Linked DNA regions of Sus scrofa: region 2 is linked to region 1. The links are chromatin contacts, called in public Hi-C maps. All regions are on one chromosome and are shown on one strand. Each heading gives the region's core, a stretch centred on a gene start, on an enhancer-like site or on the middle of the called end of the contact. The rest is flanking DNA. Distances are from core to core; before and after follow the strand shown. Region 1 holds the start of NPR3 (atrial natriuretic peptide receptor 3). Region 2 overlaps LOC102162488 (a long non-coding RNA gene).

The links. A called contact is a pair of places that touch in the nucleus more often than the background predicts.
Region 2: a contact with region 1 is called in a Hi-C map of liver, with 6 times the contacts expected there. The contact joins the enhancer-like site here to the promoter of NPR3 in region 1. A contact is called at or near these places in 1 of 5 promoter capture datasets (fetal skeletal muscle), 2 of 47 Hi-C or Micro-C datasets (embryonic fibroblasts and liver) and 1 of 2 datasets of contacts at active chromatin or transcription factors (alveolar macrophages).

What each region holds. Positions count from the first base shown.
Region 1 is chr16:18,839,084-18,843,771 of Sscrofa11.1, reverse strand. NPR3 (atrial natriuretic peptide receptor 3) reads right to left here and starts at 2,232. Exons shown (of 8, transcript XM_021077060.1): 1 at 523-2,232. The coding sequence starts at 1,273.
Region 2 is chr16:19,288,461-19,293,148 of Sscrofa11.1, reverse strand. The region is part of intron 1 of LOC102162488 (a long non-coding RNA gene); the gene reads left to right. Among named protein-coding and RNA genes, the nearest start is that of TARS, 160 kb to the left of the region's middle. Within about 2 kb of position 1,813, at least 9 of the 83 cell types and tissues checked have an H3K27ac peak or open chromatin away from gene starts, as enhancers often do. A contact at or near this core is called in alveolar macrophages and liver, where this site is marked.

The sequences.
Region 1 (4,688 bases), core at 983-3,482:
CAGCAGCCAGGGAAACCCGGAGATAGGAGCTGACCGTTTGGCCGCGCGCCGGTTGTAGAGCATCGGCTTACACTTCCTCACTAGGAGGGGACGCACCTCGGAAAAGGAGCGGGTAACAAGTTTTTCTGCTTCGTCACGCTTTCAGACCCTGGTTGGAGCAAGGCACCTGTAGTGAGCCGGCCCCTAAACCGCAAGCCCGGCGCAAAAGAAACAACCAGAGAGGTTTGACAGCACCTGTCGTACCAAGACACTAGTGAGCTGCAGGCTCACACACCCCCTCCCCCAGGCTCCTTGATGTCCCCAGGACCCTCTACGTACACCCCACCACAGCCTTGAGCGATAGTCAAAGGTCGCTGCAGCCAGACAGCTCACACTAGGGAGAGTCTCCGTGCACGCGCCCTCTCCAGGTGTTCAGTGCCGTAGAGGGTAGTGGGGTCCCAGAGGCGCGGAGGGGCATGTAGGGAGAGCCGAGCAGAGTGGTTGAGTTAGGGCTGGGGGGCCCCGGGGCGCACTTCTGCTCACCTCGCTCATTGGCCTGGATGTAACGCACGATGTCGTCCAGATCCAAGCCTTTGGTCTCATCGAAATTGTAGACGGACGTGTGCAAGCCCTCCTCCTGGAAGACCTCATGGACCCCCTCGAGGGTGAAGAAGCAGTTCCGCTCCAGCTTGTCGTCGCTGTAAACCAGCACGGCGCGGCTCCACTGGTGGTGACGGAACAGGGCAAGCATCATCTCTCCCATCTTTGCGTACGCTGGCGCCACGCGCGTGAGGTGCGAGTACTCGGTGTCCTTATGCTGGAAGCCGGCTGCGAGTGCCCCGGCTGACAGCATGGGCAGATCCCAGTGGGACGCAAGCCGGGCTACCGGTGCAGCCGCATACTCGCACACCGGCCCCAGGATGAGGTCGGGCTTGGCGCCCCGCGCCGCCGCCACGCGGTCCACCAGGCTGAAGAGTGCGCGGTTGCCGCAGTCCGAGTCTTCGTAGGCCACCTGGAAGCGAGTGCCTGGTGGCAGAAGCCGCCGCCCGGTCCCGTTTCCCTCCACGCTGCGCAGTGCATATTCGATGGCCGGCCGCACCCGGGCCAGGGAAAACAGGTACGAGTCGTCCTGGGGCAACAGCACCAGCACCTCGATCTTCTGCGGCGGCAGCGCCTCTCTCTCCCGGCGCCCGCCGCCCGGGCCCCCGCCAACACCGCCACCCGTGCAGCCGACCAGCAACGCCCAGTCGAGCAGTACGCACGCGGAGAAAGTGAGCACCAGCAGGGAAGGCATCGTGCCGCAGGAAAGCGCCTGCCCTCGCTGCGGACTCGCTCTCTGCCCCCCACCCACCCTTCCTCTTTCCTCCCCACTCTACTCTCCGAGGTCCCTGCGCCCCCTTGGGCGCTCTAAGAAAATAGAATACCCCCTTCACTAACTCGCCAAAAGATAGAGAGGAAGAGTCCTCCTTTGCAATGCCACTCGTTTAAAAAAAAGAAAAAAGAAGAAAGGAAAAGAAAAAGTTCACCGGGTGTAAACCTATACAGCTATATTATAAATATACTTTTTATAAATATATATATATATATTCGCCCTCCCTTTATATATACTATTTTGCTTAGAGGTGGCTTCTTATTTGGGCGTTGCTAAGGTTTCTTTTGAAAGCGTATTTGTAAAAGAAGAAAAAGTTAGACTTGTCCAGGTGCTTGTAATTGACGGTGCATCTCCCTCGCGTTTGATCTCATTGATTCGCGCCGGTTCCTGGATCCATAACCCGAGTTTAAATAGCGTGGCAGCGGCGGAGCGTGTTACCACACAAGGCGCGCCGAGGCTGGGCTTGTATTTCCAACCGGTGGGGAGGGTGGGAGTGGGGAGTGGTGGGGGCTGGGCTGGGGAGCCTCTCATTAACATTCTTACATCAGGGCTCCTCCCCGCACCCCTACTCTTCCCACCCCTCCCCTGTCCCTAACTCCCACTCCCCGTCAGACCTCGGCCTTTTCCTTAAAGCCGCAGTCGCCCACGTCTGCACCAGCAGGAGCCCCCACCGCTCCACACTGCCACCAGGGTCCCCGCCACTCCCTTGCCCCGCGTGCGGCAGCCCTCTCTTCAGCTCCGGCCTTTAAAAATGGAAATGTGTTTGAAAGTAAAGAAACGCGCGCAGGCACACACATAACGTGCAAAAAAAAAAAATAAAAAAGAGGAATGGGGTGGTCCTAGAAATTAGTGGTTTCGTTGCAAAAAAAAAAAAAAAAAGCTCTCACCTCTCTCTCACTCCAGCCACACTCCCTCCCGAAGCGACTCGGGGCGGGCAGTCGACCTTCCCAGCCCCCCTGGCTCAAGGTCAGGGAACAAGGACCAAGGCACCGATGCAGACGTCTAGGTCGCGGACCTGGAACGCCTTGCTAGCCCCGGCGTCCTCCCCCGCCCCCCGCCGGCCTCCTCCCCCTGGGCAGCCCGGGTTCGCGCCGGAGCCGAAGTGCTGCGGCGCATCCAGCGTTCCCCACGCACCCAGTGTTCCCCGCGCACCGAACACCTCCGCTGGCGCGCTTCGAGCAGAAAAGCGAAACTTGTTGCTCCCAAAGGCGAGAGAACACTTTTTCGCCTGGAGGTGGCAGAAGGCTTGAAAAGCATCTCCAAGGCATCCTTGGGCTTTGTTTGCTAAACCAGGTAACTACATAAAGAGACCTTCTTCCGAAAGCTTTTTCCCGAAGGCCCCTGGGTGGAGTCGCGTCCTCCGCTCCAGTCCTTGCGCTGGGAAATCCCACCGCTTTTCTTCCGCGGCTCGCGAGAACCTGTGCTCTAGGTTCTCCAAGGCCGAGAAAGGTCCTGCGTCCGAGACCCAGTCACGCCACTGGTCCCAGCCACAGCAGTGTTGGAGACGAGGATGGAAACGGCCTTGAAGAAGTCAGTGACCAGAAGAGCCTCGCCGGAGTGCGCTGCGCTGCAGGGCAGGACCTAGAGGAACTTGACCCTCTGAACCTGGTTAACATTTCACCGAGGTCATTTGCAATGTGAACCTGCTACTTTGGAAGGGTGAATTCCACCACTTAGGTCCCGCGAATTAAAATAAATTGAAAGTATTTTAAAATGGTCTTTCATTTGACTGGGCGTTCTTGTCCATAAACTTCTCTTAGTCTTAGACCAACGCCCTCTTTCGGCAGAAACTTGCAGCCGCCGTCTACCCCGGTTGCCACCTCCCCAGGCGCTGAGTTTGTTTTGGGTTTTGTTTTGTTTTGCTTTATTTAACGCCGGGATCTCAAAGAGCCATCGCTCTCATTTGTGACGGTGAAACGGTAAATTGGGGTTTCCGGAGATGTAGCAACTTCAGGCATCAGTGCTCGCCACTCTTAACATCACCCTCCTTATCGCTCTTTCTGACACTGTAAATGTAGCTGAGTAACGTTTCATCCTCGGGGCATTTAGATTTCAGATAATGCTCTGTGGTCCCTGAATCTTCAAGTAGGACCTTATAATTCCAGCGAAAACCTTCATTCATGTTACTAGACCTGCTAGCCAGTAGCACACGAGGCATCTGTATACAATTTTATTTCCCCCCCAAAACGGGTACCCCCCACACACTGGAAATTGAGATTTAGAGCTTCACAGCGACTAAATCCCCCCTGAATTCCTAGGAAGAAGGGAGGGGGAGAGAGAGAGAACAACAAGCTAAATCCCGAATTCCAAGGGTCTTAATGGATTTCGAAACTGGTTGCCAGGAGACGTGAAGAAACCAGGGTTTACTATTACCGCTCGCTATGCCCTGTGTCTGGGGAACACTGGCCAACAGCGATATGATTCCGCTCACTGTGTAGCGCGGGCTTAGTGGGAAAGTCTGGGGTTTCAGTGGCATCGGGTGTGAAAGCCTCTCCCTGTCCCAGCGCTGCCCAGCCAGGGTCACAGGCAGGGCAGTGCCTTTACGTCTGAGTGAGTGTCACGGCCTCTCCGTGGCCTTTGGAACAGAGCTCTCCACTCCAGTTTGTCACTCAAGAGCACAAACTAAGATGTGGAAGGGAAGAGCCCCCAAACTAGGCAGCAGAACCAGAAAAGCCAGTGTTACCTCTCTTGCGGATGTTCAATGCACCCCTTACATTTTTCCATTAAGCAGAAACTAGGATTTTTTTTAACTAAGGTATTAATTGACATATTATATTAGTTTCAGGGATGTAACACAATGATTCATTATTTGTATATATTGTGAAATGATCACCACAACCAATCCGGTTGACATGTGTCACCATACATAGTTACAAATAAAATTTTTCTTGTGATGAGAATATTAAGATCTGCTCTTAGCAACTTTCAAATATGCAATAGGGTGTGATTAGCTATGTTCGCTATGTTGTACATTAAATCCCCATGACCTACTCATTTTACAGAAATTCAGATCTTTAAAGAAGGTCTTTCATTTTTATTTGCTTATTTATTTTGGCCTCACATATGTGAAAGTTCCCGGGCCAGGGATCAAATCCATGCCACAGCAGCCACCCAAGCTGCTGCAGTGACAACCCAGGATCCTCAACTCGCCATACCACAAGAAACCTCCTAAAGGAAGTTTTTCAAATGAAAATAGGCACAAGAGTGTAGGAAGACCTGACAAGTATATAAGTACATGCATTGGATGTTACCAGTTTGTTCACTTTCCATCAAATTAGATTTTCCCCAGAAAGCTGAAAGTGTGTAAGTATCATGAATATCATGGAATTCTCCAATC
Region 2 (4,688 bases), core at 564-3,063, 450 kb before region 1:
AGAATGGGTTTTGTTTTATTGGTGGTGAGAAAGAATGGGAACAAGTTGAAGAAGAGAAACACAGAGATGTAGTTTATGGATTGATACTAATTATTTTTATTATGTTTTGGATTGGCCTGTGAGCTGTCACTTTTTTCCTCCTCCTCCATCGAAGGTCACTGCTCACTTGTGGTAGTTTGAAGGACCTGAGGTGAATGCCTGAATCTCTCAGGTCTTCAGTGATGGTTCTCACTGAGACTCATTCTTGCTTAGTCATTTGATTCCCAGGCAGTTAAGTTTTCCTCCAAGGGGATATTGAGTTTGTCCACTGGAGGGCTCCTCTATTTTTCTGTTAGTGCAATACATGGAGAAGAAAGATTGAATCCTCCACAGTTGTATGAGAAATTAAATATTCAGTCCAAATGAATTTTCTTGTTCCCTCATAGGGCAGCATTAGACTTCATTTAGCATGTGTATTTCTTCTCGAAATAGCAATTTTCCTCATATACTTTGGTTGAAATTTTCTCCATAAATAAAGCTCCTACTAAAATGACTTCCTTAATAGGATGTTAGATGTGATTAGTTCACTGTAAAACAACAGAAAAATAATATTTATATGATCAGCACTGTAAAGGTAATACCTCAGATACTGTCTGGTCATGTGAGAGCTCTGTGAAAAGCATGCATGCTCTTTCCATCTCTGCCTTTTTAAAGAGATCTAAAGAAACCATGATGGTCTCAACATTTCTATCGGAAAGGTCAATCCTTTGGTAAATTTTGTTAACTAAATTGGATTGTAAGAAAAAGAATAAAAAATACGACATTCAACATTATGTCTTTTGCTAATAAAAGTCTACATAATTGTATGTTGTTATTTTCTGTGGTTTTGAAACATATGCAGTATGAAAGCATTCAATCATTTAAAAGATAATCCAGTGGGCAATATTTTGTAGAGGAACTGAAGGCCAAGGTAGAAACCAAGATGGGTACTGTACATATCCCCAGGAGCTAGCCCTTTTCTCTGAGACAATCTTGAATTATTAATTGCCTCCAATTTATACATTCATGTTTTGTATCAAAAATCTCTGAATAGATGAAACTCAGATGACCCAGGGCTGACTTTATGAACACCTTTATGTGAATTAGAATTAGGATGTGTAAAGTCAAACAGAGGCAACCAAGTGAATACAGGAGCTTTCTTTGGCTTCCAGAAAGACTTGGCCAGCCAGATGCATTAATTTTCTGTGGGCATACATGTAATGAAAAGCCTTATATAAGTGTCAGGTGCCGGGTCGGTGATGATGGTGTATTAAATATCGACCAATAGGTGGTAACACAAATCCAGTCTCCTCGTAAAATAAGCTTACATGTTTTTTTTTTTGGTTGGAACCAACACTAGGCTAGCCAGTTAATGAGCTCCAGAGCTGTTTATTGGTTACTCCTAAGGAACCTGATGAAGTAGTTCAGTCATGCTGACATGCTGCTTGGGTGGTACTGTAACCTACCCATACTTAGTGCCCATTTTCTCCCACAGTGGTGTATATTTCCATGAACCAGATGTCTGCATTTTTTTAGGGGCTCCATCACATGAAAATTGTGGCACTTGTTTATGCCTTATTTCCTTATCACATTTTGGTGACTGAAGAGGAGAGAGGATATATGGGGTCACCTGGTTGGCATTAGCTCAGAGGCAGATGGGAAAAGATGGTCTTTGCTAAGGGGTCTCAGCCAGCTTGCAAAAGGCTGTGCTGAGAGGATGAAGATAAGCAGATTTAGCAAGTGCGGGGAGAGGAAGCAGCACTTCCTCCAGGCAATTCTCAGAACTGTTTCTAAGCTGTTTACTTCCTATTTTGATACCTAGAGCAACAAGAAACAAGGTCTCTGAACCAGTCTTTGATTGGCCTTGTCCTGAGCTTGTTTATCCACTCTTTCTGTCAGGAAGCAATAGTGATAAGGCCTCTGGCACTGCTGTGGAAGATTTTTTCCATTTTGTGTGTGGCTTTTGATTGATCATGTTGTGAACACAGTACTCTATTCTTGGGTTGATTTATTAACAAGGTTTAAAGAACCTCCACCATTTAGAGGTTTTTTTTTTTTTTTTTTTTTTTCCTTTTGCTTAAGGAGAAAGGCATTGTTTGCACTTCTAAGTTAGGGCATTTTCCAGGCTCTCAATTCAATAACTGATGAAAATGGAGTGGCTCTGTGTCTCCAGACCAACACATCCACATCGAGATGTGTTATACATGTGTACACTTGACATCTAATATATTGCCTTGTAATAGACTTATTTTTTTCTGCTGAGGAAGTGGAAGGTGGTCTTAAAGGAAATGCTGTTGGAACAACTCAATTTTGAGGCTCTAGGGCCTATTGAAAGTGTTTCTATTATTTTATTATACTTTAGAGAGATCCCTTCTTTTCTTCACCCTAAAACCACTTCCCCTCCTACAGCCTTCCCTTTGCAAAAGTCCTGAGCTATACCATGTTTATTTTGAGTTGTTGGTTTGGTATTTGATTGGGTCTGTGTATGGACTCTGTGTGCTTTGGACTAAAATTTGATTTGCTTGGCCCCACTTCAAATATTGTCAGCACCCTCTGTGTTTAGGGCTCTGTAAAAATATGAAATAAAATAACCACAACTTTATGAGCTGAAAACAGCTTTTCTCACCACACTTACTTCTTTTGGACAACAGCAATTTCTACATTTGAAAAGCAACCAGTATTAAACATCTTTCATTATTTCTCTTCTACTTCCAATAAAACTGACATAATGAGGAATTGGAAGCATCTTATTTCTCTGTGTTTTGTGAAGATATTGACCCAATCAATGGTTTTCAAAGTCTGTGTGTATGTGTGTGTGTGTATATATATATATATATATATAATGTTTTTTAGTGAGAATTCTTAGGTAGAAAGTTCCTATTAACCAGCAGCCAGTATCACTTTTCATGTTTATTTTTTCCTTCTATACCTTCACCAATAAGAGAGGAACAAGGAGAACAACACATTAATGAAATTAGTTTCTTGAAGGAAAAAAAAAAGAAGATGATGATCTACCTGAAACTCAGAGCAGCTTTGTTTTCTGGGAAATACCATCTCAAATTGAGTTCTAGGATAAGACAACCACGGCACACCTGGTTAAACAAACAAATTGGGCATGAATGGCACCTATACAAGAGTTCTGATAATAACCAATCAGATAATTGATTCAGTATGGCCAGGTATCAGACTGGGTCCACAAATGTTGGTCTAAGGACTGTTGCTATTTTGTCCTTAAATTCCTACTGTCTGTAGTGAAGTGGGAGTGGGACATGATAGTTTCTCAGAAGAACAATTTTTTTTTTGTTTTTTTGTTTTTGGTCTTTTTTTCTCTAGGGCCACACCTGTGGCATATGGAGATTCCCAGGCTAGGGGTCTAATCAGAGCTGTAGCCACCGGCCTATGCCAGAGCCACAGCAACTCGGGATCCGAGCTGCGAGTGCGACCTACACCACAGCTCATGGCAACGCCAGATCCTTAACCCACTGAGCAAGGCCAGGGAGCGAACCCAAAACCTCATGGTTCCTAGTCGGATTCGCTAACCACTGAACCATGATGGGAACGCCAAAAGAACAATTTTCTAAAAAATTATGTGATTACCTTCTGTTAATGGGGGTTAAATGCCTCTTCTTTTATGAAATGTCTGTGAGAGGTAGTATTTTTATTTTACTTGAAAAAATAAAAAAATATGACATTCTAGTGTCAGTTACCAGAGTTTCTATTGAAATGTAAAACTCTACTCTTGTCCCTTTTTTTTTTTTTTTTTTTTTTTTGCATTTACTTGCAAGGAGTTAGTGTCTGAGCAGGCACTTGTGATGTCTCTAGTGGAGTCTGGAAGGACAACATTGATTCACTTGTGTGAACTGTGTACCAATGAGCAGGAAAAAAAGGTTGATATGATATTAATTGAGTGAAAACCTTACAAATATTCAGTTGGAGTACATCATAGATGAAGATATCATAGTATATGCTTGGACCCCAGAGAAGAGAAAATTGTCTGGAATTGGGTATATGCTGACAAGTAGGACTTCCTGAGGGGATAGGCTCAGTTACATGACCTCCTTGTACCTCTGGAGTTCATGCCGATGGCAGATCATAGGCTGCAAAACACAGGGCAGCTGTGCTGAGTCCAGAAACAGTTCATTAGTTCTAAGGGCAAGGCCTCTAGGCTGAACCCTTGGCATGGCCTTTGTGTGTAATGATACAGTATTTTGAAATATGATGTTATTTATCATATTATGGTGGATTGCATGGTGAAGCTGAGAAAGCTTTGAACAGCAAAACCAGGAGACCTGGGTTCTCATGTCAGTTTTGTTTCTAATTTTCTGGTATAACTTCTCTGAGCTTCAGTTTACTCATTTGCAACCTGACAGAGTTGACAAGATCAGTGTTTCTAGATAGTGTCTGTTTACCCCCACCTGCATCAGGCTCAAAGTGCTTGTAGAAATGCAGATCCCTGGGCCCATCTGGCCCTACTGAATCAGAATTTCCTGGTGAGGTCCCACAGTCTGCATTTGTAACACTCTCCACTGCTAGGTGACTCTTCCATGAGCCAAAATCTGAGAAATACAATATTGAACTAAATATTTCTCTAAGGTTCCTTGTATTCTGCAGTTTTCTAATCTTCAGATTGGTGCTTCAAAAGTAAAAAATTCTCCCTCCCCTTTGGGAAT